3 separate regions of the Pan troglodytes genome follow, and regions 2 and 3 are each linked to region 1. The links are chromatin contacts, called in public Hi-C maps. All regions are on one chromosome and are shown on one strand. Each heading gives the region's core, a stretch centred on a gene start, on an enhancer-like site or on the middle of the called end of the contact. The rest is flanking DNA. Distances are from core to core; before and after follow the strand shown. Region 1 holds the start of FHDC1 (FH2 domain containing 1). Region 2 has its middle 26 kb from the start of TRIM2. Region 3 has its middle 70 kb from the start of TRIM2.

Region 1 (3,395 bases), core at 302-2,801:
GCTCAGCCGCCACCGGCTGGGCCGCAAATCCCCGGGGAGCCGCGCTGGGGTCAGCAAACTGAACGCGAGTGGGCGGCCCGCGGGCCGCGCGGAGCCCCAGCCGCGTCCTTATCAGCGCCGGGCAGAAGGGCGTCGCGGCGCGAGGGTGGGGCGCCGGTGCGCGCTGAGATCGACGCCCACACGCGCCGCGCCAGCTCTGCGGCGGGAAGAGAAGCCGCGGCCTGCGGGGCGGGGACTGCGGGGCGGGCGCCCAGCGCCGGCGTTGCACGACCCTCGGCCTTCTGCAGCGCCGACTGCTCTCCCGTCCGGCGGCTGCAGCTGCTGGGTCGGCCGCCGCACCCGCTCGCCCATTCCCGGCCCCTCCAGTTGGGCGGGGGTCTTGGCCCTGCCCCCTCTCCCCGAGGGGCCCAGGCTGGAAAGCCCACGCCCCCCACGCCACGCCCCCCGGGGCGCCAGCCCCTCTGCGGGGGTTTAGCACGCTGCACCCAGAAGTTGGGTGGGAGACGGCTAACTAGGGGAGGTGTCCGTGTGATTGAAACGAAAGGGGGGGTCTTCCGGCTCGCAGACACCGGTCTGCGGCGGCCGCGCGCTCCCAACCCACCCGGAGCCTCCGCCGCGACATGTTCCCACGTCCCCCATCCAGGTCGCAGGCGCGGGGGAAAAGCCTCACGGCCGCACTGCGGCTCTGCCAAAAGGGAGCCGGATCGAGCCGCTGAGAAAAACAGAGGGGAGACTCCTGGCGTTTGAAACCGGTCAGAACCCGCTCTCCAAGAGCTGGGGACACCCCTTGTTTGGAGGCTGATCCCCAGCCCACCCGCTTCCTCCCCCTCCCCACACTCCTGCAGGCGCGGGGCGCAACTTGCAACCCGAACTTCGCGCGGCCGGAGCAAGTTTGTCGGGGCGAGAAGCGCCTGGTCCTTGGTCCGCACCACCGCACTAGGTCCCCGCCACCGCCCCACCACTGTGTCAGGGGCCAGGCGTGGCCCCTGGCTGGCTAGGGAACCGAGCGCGGCGCCGCGGCTGCGCATTCCGTGCGGGACGCCGCTGTCTCCCAAGGGTCGGGATAAACTAGGGGGCGGTTGATCTGAAAGTCTTAGCCACGACTAATAGTCAACCGCCCAGGTGCGACCCGCAGCAGCCTGGCGATGCAGCTCGTTCTCCAGACGCGGGTCCACACCGGCGGGTCCTCGCCTCCAGGGACCGATCGCTGTTCTCCGTGGCCGGGTAAGGGCGGCCGCCAAAGTCACCGGGGTGGATGTGGAGGGAGCTGGAACCTCCTCTCCAGCTTTCCCGGTGAGGCTCGGAGGAAGCCGAGACCCGGCACCCATCAGCCGCGCTTCTCGGCGCCTCAGCCTCGGGTCCCGGACAACACCCCAACCCTGACCCTCCCGAGTGGCGGGGCTCCAGCTCCCCGTGTCCCGCGCCGCGGTCGCCCCCGCCTCGGCCGCCCGACCCGCACTCACCCGCGGCCAGCGTCCCCCCCGCTCCCGGCGCGCAGACCGCTGCAGCCTCCCGCCGCTGTGTCGGCGCAGCCGCCTCCTCCCGGTCACTGCAGGCCCAGCCACCCCGGAGCGCGAGGGGGCAGGGCGGGGCGGGGCGCGGCGCAGCGGCAGCCTCAGGTAACAAAGCTGCGGCCCCGCTGCTCCTGGCCGGCCGCGAAGGGCAGCGCGCCCTTTCCTGCTCCGCCCCTCCCTCACCTCCCTTTCCACCCTCCGCGCGCCACCGTCACCGCCACGCGCTCACCTTCACCTGCGCGGGGCCCCGGGGGAGACGCCTCGGGGCACACTGCTTCCCGCACCCGAAGGCTGGTGCGGGGCTAGGCCGGGGGCCACCGAGAGAAGTAGGGGCGGCAGGAGAGGGAGATAGCTGGGCTGCCCAGAAGAGCCAGGTGTCCTCGGGGAACGGGCGAGAGGAGGCGCCAAGCTGGCTTCTGAACCTGCAAGTGCCTTTCACAAAGGAGTCTTTGCGGCAGCCTCCCAGGCACCGTCTCTTGTGCACACGGGCGCGCACACACTCTTATATACACGCGCGCGCACACACACACACACCCGCACACGCCCCCCGACGCACGCGCCAGACCACCCTCTGCCCCAACACTTGCTTCTCCCTGGAGAGCTAGCAGCACTTGGGCGAACTGTCCTGTCCCAACCCCTACAGCTGAAACCTGGCTGCGCTAGAGCTTCGCAAAGGTCAGCTCGTCCCTGGGGCCTGCCAACCTGTAAATTTGTTACCGTTTTTTATTTTGTTTTTGTTTTTAATTCTCAATGATGATGGTAACAGAAACCTTTAGGTTGTATTAAAGCGTAAAAAGACCCCTCAAAAATTTTGCCAGGCCTTATCGAATGAACGCACGCTGTCTGGGAAAGGCACACTCCTCACAGAAAGAAACAGGGGAATCGATTTAATCACATTTTTTTTCTTCAAAGTGACTTGGGGCGCCAGTGAGAAGCAAGTAGTCAAAGAAAACATCCCGGGCAAACCGGCTGACCGAAAATCCACTGTCGGGGTAGGGAGGCGCCCTCTACGGGGATGAAGTCATCGCTACCTTTGACTCTTTGATCCTAGATAACCGACCAAGACGTTTCCAGCCTAATGCCTGACGCCTTTTGCTTCCTCCATCCTGGTCCTCAGTCCCTGAACTCCCAGGACAGAATTCCTGACCTCCTTGGTCGAGCCTTGGATCGAGAAAGAGAAACTATTAGTGTAAACAAACCAATCAACCCCAAAACCAAAACTGTGCCTGCCAATAGCCCATTTCTTGGCCATTGATGGAGCATGAAGAGAAATGGATCCAATTAAGAAAATCTTAAAATCTTAAGGAGTAAGAAAATGTAATAAAGAGAAAGACAATGTCATGCTCAGGGAGCTAATATCAATCCCAAAGGAATATTGACTGTTCAGGCTCAAGTTAAATTACAGCAGATCGAAAGTGAGGAGTTGAGTGGCATCTTCTTTTCTCTTACTGTCGACCTTGTTAAATGGGGAGTCCACACCCCCTGCCTACTCCTCCCTCCTCAACCCCATGACAGTGGGCCTCACCCCCAACTGTATTGAGCATGCACTCTAAAAACAGTTACTTTTTGAGAAGTCAAGTCTGGTGACCCATTCTCAGCCCCTCATCCCTTTGATCTCCTTGGCAGCATCCTACCCTAAGGCCTTCTCTATGCTTCTCTGGACTTCTCTGCTGACCCTTCTCTTCCTTTGAGGACAGTAACAAGGTTCTTCCAACTCTTGATCTCCCGGTATCCCACAGAAATACCTTCAGATTTCAAACGGAACCCATCCAGATGTCGTGGGACCTGAAGCTTGTATAACTCCTGGGGGAACTTCTTAAAGGAAAGCAATAAAAACTTACAAACTTAATACTAGACATGTATCCTTGGAAGGGCCCAGGG
Region 2 (3,395 bases), core at 389-2,888, 190 kb before region 1:
TGGTGGTGATGGTGGTGATGGTGGTGATGGTGGTGGTGGTGGTGGTGATGGTGGTGATGGTGGTGATGGTGGTGGTGATGGTGGTGATGGTGGTGGTGGTGGTGGTGATGGTGGTGATGCTGGTGGTGGTGGTGGTGGTGATGGTGGTGGTGGTGGTGGTGATGGTGGTTGTGGTGATGGTGGTAGTGGTATGGTGGTGGTGATGGTGGTGGTGGTAGTGGTTATGGTGGAGGTAGTGGTATGTTGGTGGTGGTGGTAATGGTGGTGGTGATGCTGATGGTGGTGATGGCAGTGGTGACAGTAGTGGTGGTGGGGGTAATGGTGGCAGTTGTGGTGATGGTGGTAGTGGTGGTGGTGATGGTGGTGGCTAACATTTATTGAACATTTATTAAATGCAAGGCACTGTGCCCAGCACCTACCACAGGTTAGCTCATTTAATTCCCCCCACTATTATCCCCCTTTTTCATATAGTGAGACTGAGATTTACAAACTTTAAGTAATCTTCCCAAGGTCTTATGTTACTGAGTGATAGACCTGAAATTTGCTGATGATCCACAAACTGAACAGTCCCACAAGTGAGGTTAAGGGAATGGCAAGGCCATGGGGATTCTATTCCCCTCTTCTCGGCTGAGTGAAAAAAAAAAGTAAATACAGAGTATTATGCTCTGTAATCTTCAGTCTGGAGAGACTGAAATAAATGTTTCACTTTTGATAAACAGGACTTTAGGTGAGTAGAGAATATTGCTCTAAGCACTTTGTGATAAATTATTGATTTTATTTGGGATTTACATGGAATAATTGATCTTCATGTAGTGATTTTAAAGATCCAGTTATCTTTACTGAAAACAAATGTCCTACACACCTTTGCTATTTATCTTGTTTCTACTCTTTTAAAAGGAAGGCTTTGTTTGTTTGTTTTTTAGGGATAGGGTCTTGCTCTGTTGTCCAAGCTGGGGTGCAGGGGCGCGATCACAGTGCCCTGCAGCCTGAAACTCCCAGGCTCAAGGGACTCTCCCACTTCAGCCTCCTGAGTAGCTGGGACTAGAGAAATGGCTACCATGCCTGGCTAATTTTTGTATTTTTTGTACAGACAGGGTCTCTCTATGTTACCCAGGCTGGTCTGGAACTCTTGGGCTCAAGCGATCCTTCTGCCTCAGCCTCCCAAAGTGCTTGGATTACAGGTGAGAGCCATTGCGCCAGGCCAGGAAGCCGTTTAAATCATATAAATTCAAAAATAATTCAAATAGAGAAAGAAAATAAATCGTTAATTTTTAAAATGAAATTTTGGCTATAAAAGAAAGTCATACCTTTTTAAGAAACACGATTAAAAGAATAGATTCTCTGGTCTCTCCAAATCACACTGAAAATCCCAAAGCAAGCTGTTTAATCTTCTAACATAAAAGCAGGCCCTTTGAATGCAGGGAACATGTCATAATTTCTTTTGTGTTCTCTACCAAGAACATTCAAATTCAGGGCCCGCTTGATAACCAGACCAATGCTTTACAGAATTTGCAATTAGTGGATTGTCCAGAAGAGGGCGCGCGTTGCCCATGTTACTCAAAGGCGCCGCCAGACCCGGCCGAAGCTGAGTAGCTAAGAACAAAAGATGCACATTCCTCTCTGAGGACAGAACAAAAGGGTGGATTTTAAAAAGCAAAAGAAACGCAACATTTAACGCTGCCTCCCATAATCTCCACGAACACCCTACAACTCAGCCACAGCTGGTCACAGGCAGGCTGAATATTACATTGTAAAAAACAAACTGGAAAGCAGCTGTTTTTAAAACAGATATCGTTTGCTTGGTGTAATTCCATCCGGGTAATGCCTATTTATTCAACAGTCAATTCTGCCTGAGTTGTGTTTTCCCGTTACGAGATGCAGGTGGGCATCGCTGAATCCAAAACCAGTACATAGTAGAGACAAAAGTATAGATGCTCCATTTTGTAAGATCGTGGTGGGACACTGCATTCCCCCAAATAATGCCTCGTATTCTCACCCCTCACTTTGTTTGCTCTCATTACCAGTGAAAAACGCATCTCATCCACATGAATAGCTCCACTCAAATGATAATGCTTTTTTTTTTTCTGAGACAGAGCCCAGGCTGGAGTACAGTGGCGCAATCTCGGCTCACTGCAACCTCCGTCTCCCGGGTTCAGGCGATTCTCCTGCCTCAGCCTCGCGAGTAGCTGAGATTACAAGCGCGCACCACCACGCCCAGCTAAGTTTTCGTATTTTTACTAGAGATGGGGTTGCTCCATGTTGGCCAGGATGGTCTCGAACTCCTGACCTCAAGTGATCTGCCCACCTCAGCCTCCCAAAGTGCTGGGATTACAGGCGTGAGCCATGGCGCCCGGCCTGATAAAGCTTTTTAAAACTTAGTTATAGCCACTTTCATGGTCAGCTTTTAAGAAAGCAGTAAATATTCCTCAGCAAAGGCAAAGATAGCAATATCTCAGAGCAGGCAACTCAAAGCAAACACACAAAAGGAAAACCCAGCCCCCTTGTTTACTTACGGGTCTTCAAGCTCCTAATATTGACATGAGTTTCTGAGGTCTCCTGTGCATTTTCTTTTCTACAGCAAACAACAGGGCTTTTAACCTGTAAAGAGGTAGATCTGGCTGCCCCAGAAAGGTGGGTTAACTGTCCCCCAACAGACTAAAGGAGAGTGAACGGTGCTGAAGAGCAACAGGCAAGAAGTCTTAGGAAAATAAGCTCCTCTGCATGAGTTATAGTGAGGCATTAGCGAATTTGGGGCGAAGACCCAGAACAGGAAACAGCCATCAGATTTGCGTTTGAGAAGTATTCAGCTACAGCTTTTTCTTAGGGTCTGTTTGAAAGTATTACATTTAACTTCAGCATGCCTTTCCAAAAGGTATATTTAGAAGCAATTAGGTTAAAAGCTTTGAGCTCCTTGGAGTTCTATCTATACAGATATCTACTGGCCTAGGGGACCTTAAGGTATTGAATTAAATGAGTCTCCCCAGCCTTTTTGTTGAGACAGGGTCTAGCTCTGTCACCCAGGCTGGAGTGCAGTGATGCATGATCATGGTTTGCTGCAGCTTCGAATTTCTGGGCTCAAGTGATCCTCCTACTTCAGCCTCCCAAATAGCTGGGACTACAAATGTGAGACACCATGCCCAGCTAATTTTTAAATTTTTTGTAGATATGGGGGTTTTGCCATGTTGCTCAGACTGGTATAAAACTCCTGGGCTCCAGTGAACTTCCCACCTCGGCCTCCCAAAGCATTGGGATTATAAGTATGAGTCACCACTCCTGGCCAAGTCTCCTTTTAAGATGCAAGAGCCTCCATATATAAAGAAAGCAGCTAGACTTGGAGCACGCAAGCTTTAAGGCATTTGGAAAAGATCAGGTGCACCTCAGTATGAGGGCTACTT
Region 3 (3,395 bases), core at 390-2,889, 150 kb before region 1:
TCCCAGTAGTAATTGGTGTCGAGCCACAAAACTTCTAAGGTGGCAGAGTCAAGAGTTTAACCAGTTGGTCGAATGCCTTTGGGCATGTATTTCCATCAGCTGCAGCTGCTACTGCTTAGTTGACAAGTAACACAGGAGACCCTGGGATCTCACACCACCAGTTCCTGGCGGCTCTATTCCTGCAAATGGTGTGTTGGAACCAACATTCAAAGTAACTACAGGTAAAGAAGTAGGTGCATGGCATCCCAAGGTGGATGTTGTTGATCAGCGAAGGACTGAACTGCTGCCAATAGCAACACGAACCCACTCCCTGAAGCCCCAGTGAGGCCTCTAACTGGTAGCGCCCAATTGGATGTGTGAAAATAAGAATGAACTGAACTTGGCCTGGGAAGATGAAGACACGGTTTGTGACAGATGCACAGCCCGGGGCTGGCTTCCCATAGATCCAGCTTTTGAGCCCACAGATGGCATCTTCAGGGAGACGTCACGGAACCATGGATGGTGTTGCCACATGCATGCTCTGACAACCTCAGCCAAATGAGAAGGAGCAGGGGCTGTCCTCAGTGTGTTGACTCTTCCCTGCTGGTGGCGTCAGGGACATCCTGGCCACCCCAGCAGAGGCCTGCCTCGTTCCCACACTCTGAGATTAAACCCTGAGGGTGGAAATGAGACAGTGATGCCTCAGGACTTGGGAAATGAAGGGTAAAAGTGGCGATGGATTCTTCTATCCTAGTCCTCTGCCTAAGGGTGAGTGTGTGAGTGTGTATGTGCATGCAGACTAAATAATAAAACTGGGTGACTGCCCCACATCAAACGTTGCCATGGAGAGAAAGTGAAATGCAGGGAGGTGAGCAGGACTATTTCACCGGGGTACAAGGATTCCAAATTCCAAAGGCATTGTTCTTACCTCTCCCCATACTGCACTGCAAACTCACAGCCGCTCTCCAGATTTTGGAAACGTCTGTGGGGAGATCGAGTCATTTCATTAAACTCATGAAGTGAGAAGTTTTACCTGTCGTAATTCTGGCTAAGTTCAGTCTTTTGGAAAAGCAGTAAAAGATGTTTGCTAAGGAAAAGAAAATTATAAAGGTCACTATGTTCATTTAAAACTGAGTTTTCCAAATTAAATTCCTGTTTTCTTAGTGAAAGAGAAAAAAAACCCAGTATTGGTCTCCAAAAGATAATTTAAAAAAAATTAAACTGAAGTGATTTATTTAGAAAGCCAGCGTAAAGAATGAAGCATTTATCTCCCCCTAAAGCAAGGTCACCCAAACCCTCTGAGAGCTAGAAGTCAGCTATGAATCCAGCATCAGCATGCTTGTTGGGAGCAATTAGCACTGAGTCAGGTCCGCATGCATGTTGGGAGCTGATACGACCTTAATTGTTGCATCCCACTGTGTGAAGAAATAAGCACTTATATTAGCTCTAGGTCAATGACTGTGGCTCCCCCACATTTATGAGCTTGGAGTCTTGTCAGGCTGAACAAATAAAATAATACTTGTGGCTCCTTTGGTCCCAGCATCTTCCCAGGGATTGACTGTTCTTCCCGTGAAATGTCAGCTTTCATCAGCAAAGAGAACAAAGCAAGCCAGAATATTAGCTTGAGGAGGACTAAGGCACCATCTGGTGGCCGTTTACTATAAATCTTTGCCTCAGATGCAAATTCCTCGCACAAAGGAGCCCTGCCTTCTGATCTGTAGGCTGCGGGGAAGCAGTCGGCGTGACCTGGGAAAGCTGGAGAATACCCACACTTCCACAGCACAGCAGGCTTCTTTTAAAGGTTTGTCCCAGTGTAAAGTCCTCAGCCCCAAGTTTTATAACAACATCCTCACCACGAAGCCCAGAGAGGGAGCACCCCCTGAGGTCTTCACAGCTTGAGAAAAAGAAAGAGCCATTTGGGCTGTAACATTTTAGAAGGTTCTTGAAAGGAAAAGATGCCCAAGAAATCCTACTTTTTTTCCTCATGAATATTCTGCAGTACATAGAAAAAATATAAAGATCCTGCCTGTCCGGTTACTCTTCTCATTTAAAACCTTCTTAATTGACTAAAGAGCATTTTTACAAGACAAGTGCATTACAGACTTACCCTTCCCCAAGTGCAACCTCTCCCGTTGGGCTCCCTGACCACAGACTGGCCTTTGTCCTCCCTGACAGATGGCAATGACTAAAGTGACCCCAACTTGACATTTTTCAATCAGCAGCCACAGAGCAAGGCCATCACTGAGCAAAATTCCCAAGTGAGTGAAGTTCTGCCCTGAAGTCCCTTCTCCCCACTCCAGCCGCCCGTATCCATCCCCTTCACCCCCTTCTCTCCCCAGCCCCGCTATTGACCCATCCTGACCGAGGTGTGGGGGTGTGTCTCAATTCTGGAAAGTCTTGCTTGCTAGGATGAAATGCTCTCTCAGAGGATTTCCACATTACCAGGGAGGGGCTCTGTAAAACCTGTATGAGCCAAAGGATAGAGTTTCCAATCATGTCATCTGGGGAGGGGGTGACAAGTTGTGACACATGACTCTGGGGAGTAGACCCTGCTTGAAGCCCCTCAACTGTGGAGAGCTACAGCTTTGCCTACTGGTAAGGCTGGCCCTACAGAGAGGAGCCCTAAGACCCTGAGCTTCACACTCAGTGAATGAACGCGCTTCTTCCTGGTGCCGGCCCCGTGCCCATGGCTCTCGTCTGCATGAGCGAAGAAACTTTACCACTTCTGTCTCCTGCTGTGGTTGGTAGAGCTGTGTTTAGACTTGCCTGGTCTGAAATAAATAGTCGGGCACTTCTCAGAAACAGGCAGTTCACACTAATTAACAGGAAGAAGATGAAACAGGAACCCAGCTCAGAAGAGCTGTTCACCTCACAGATCAAGAGTAACCTGGTGTGGGAGGGGGCCGGGGTGTGGAGGAAGGAATGGGTGCCACTGAGAGGAAAAGTTTTCTCAGCACGAATTGGCTTGGGTTTCCTTGTTTGGGGCTAGAAAGGGGAGAAAGGAGGACAACTGCTTATCACTCACTTGCCTGGACACTATATTTAACACTAGAGGGGTCACCAATGAACCCCCATTTGCAAAGGTCAAAGGATGGCACCACTCATCAGTTTGCTGTTTCAAGAGGCCGAATGCAGCTGGACTCCAGTTAATAAGGAGAAAGAGCAGAGTTACACACAGGGTACTGCAGGACCGTTTTGTTTGTTTGTTTGTTTTTAGCTGGAATAATCTCTAAGTGCCCAAGGAGAGGCATCCTGGAGGCCACTTGTTGTGCTGCAGCTTCTGGAATGCAGAGGCCACTGCCACAGACTGGCTCCGAGAGAGGACAAGGGGAAGACCCCACAGTGTGGAGCACTCCATTACCTGGGGCCGGTTCAGGACCCCCCCCCGGCTCTGACCTCATGACTTCTCAGATGTC

Evidence for each region. A called contact is a pair of places that touch in the nucleus more often than the background predicts.
Region 2: a contact with region 1 is called in a Hi-C map of stem cell-derived neural progenitor cells, with 2.6 times the contacts expected there. The contact joins the enhancer-like site here to the promoter of FHDC1 in region 1. A contact is called at or near these places in 2 of 7 Hi-C or Micro-C datasets (induced pluripotent stem cells and stem cell-derived neural progenitor cells) and 1 of 1 datasets of contacts at active chromatin or transcription factors (stem cell-derived excitatory neurons).
Region 3: a Hi-C map of stem cell-derived neural progenitor cells shows a contact between it and region 1, with 1.7 times the contacts expected there. The contact joins the enhancer-like site here to the promoter of FHDC1 in region 1. A contact is called at or near these places in 2 of 7 Hi-C or Micro-C datasets (blood and stem cell-derived neural progenitor cells) and 1 of 1 datasets of contacts at active chromatin or transcription factors (stem cell-derived excitatory neurons).

The regions. Positions count from the first base shown.
Region 1 is chr3:154,713,986-154,717,380 of NHGRI_mPanTro3-v2.0_pri, reverse strand. It overlaps FHDC1 (FH2 domain containing 1), which reads right to left and starts at 1,551. Exons shown (of 12, transcript XM_016952389.4): 1 at 1,464-1,551.
Region 2 is chr3:154,905,479-154,908,873 of NHGRI_mPanTro3-v2.0_pri, reverse strand. No RefSeq gene overlaps it. Among named protein-coding and RNA genes, the nearest start is that of TRIM2, 26 kb to the left of the region's middle. Within about 2 kb of position 1,638, at least 9 of the 24 cell types and tissues checked have an H3K27ac peak or open chromatin away from gene starts, as enhancers often do. A contact at or near this core is called in stem cell-derived neural progenitor cells, where this site is marked.
Region 3 is chr3:154,861,260-154,864,654 of NHGRI_mPanTro3-v2.0_pri, reverse strand. No RefSeq gene overlaps it. Among named protein-coding and RNA genes, the nearest start is that of TRIM2, 70 kb to the left of the region's middle. Within about 2 kb of position 1,639, at least 11 of the 24 cell types and tissues checked have an H3K27ac peak or open chromatin away from gene starts, as enhancers often do. A contact at or near this core is called in stem cell-derived neural progenitor cells, where this site is marked.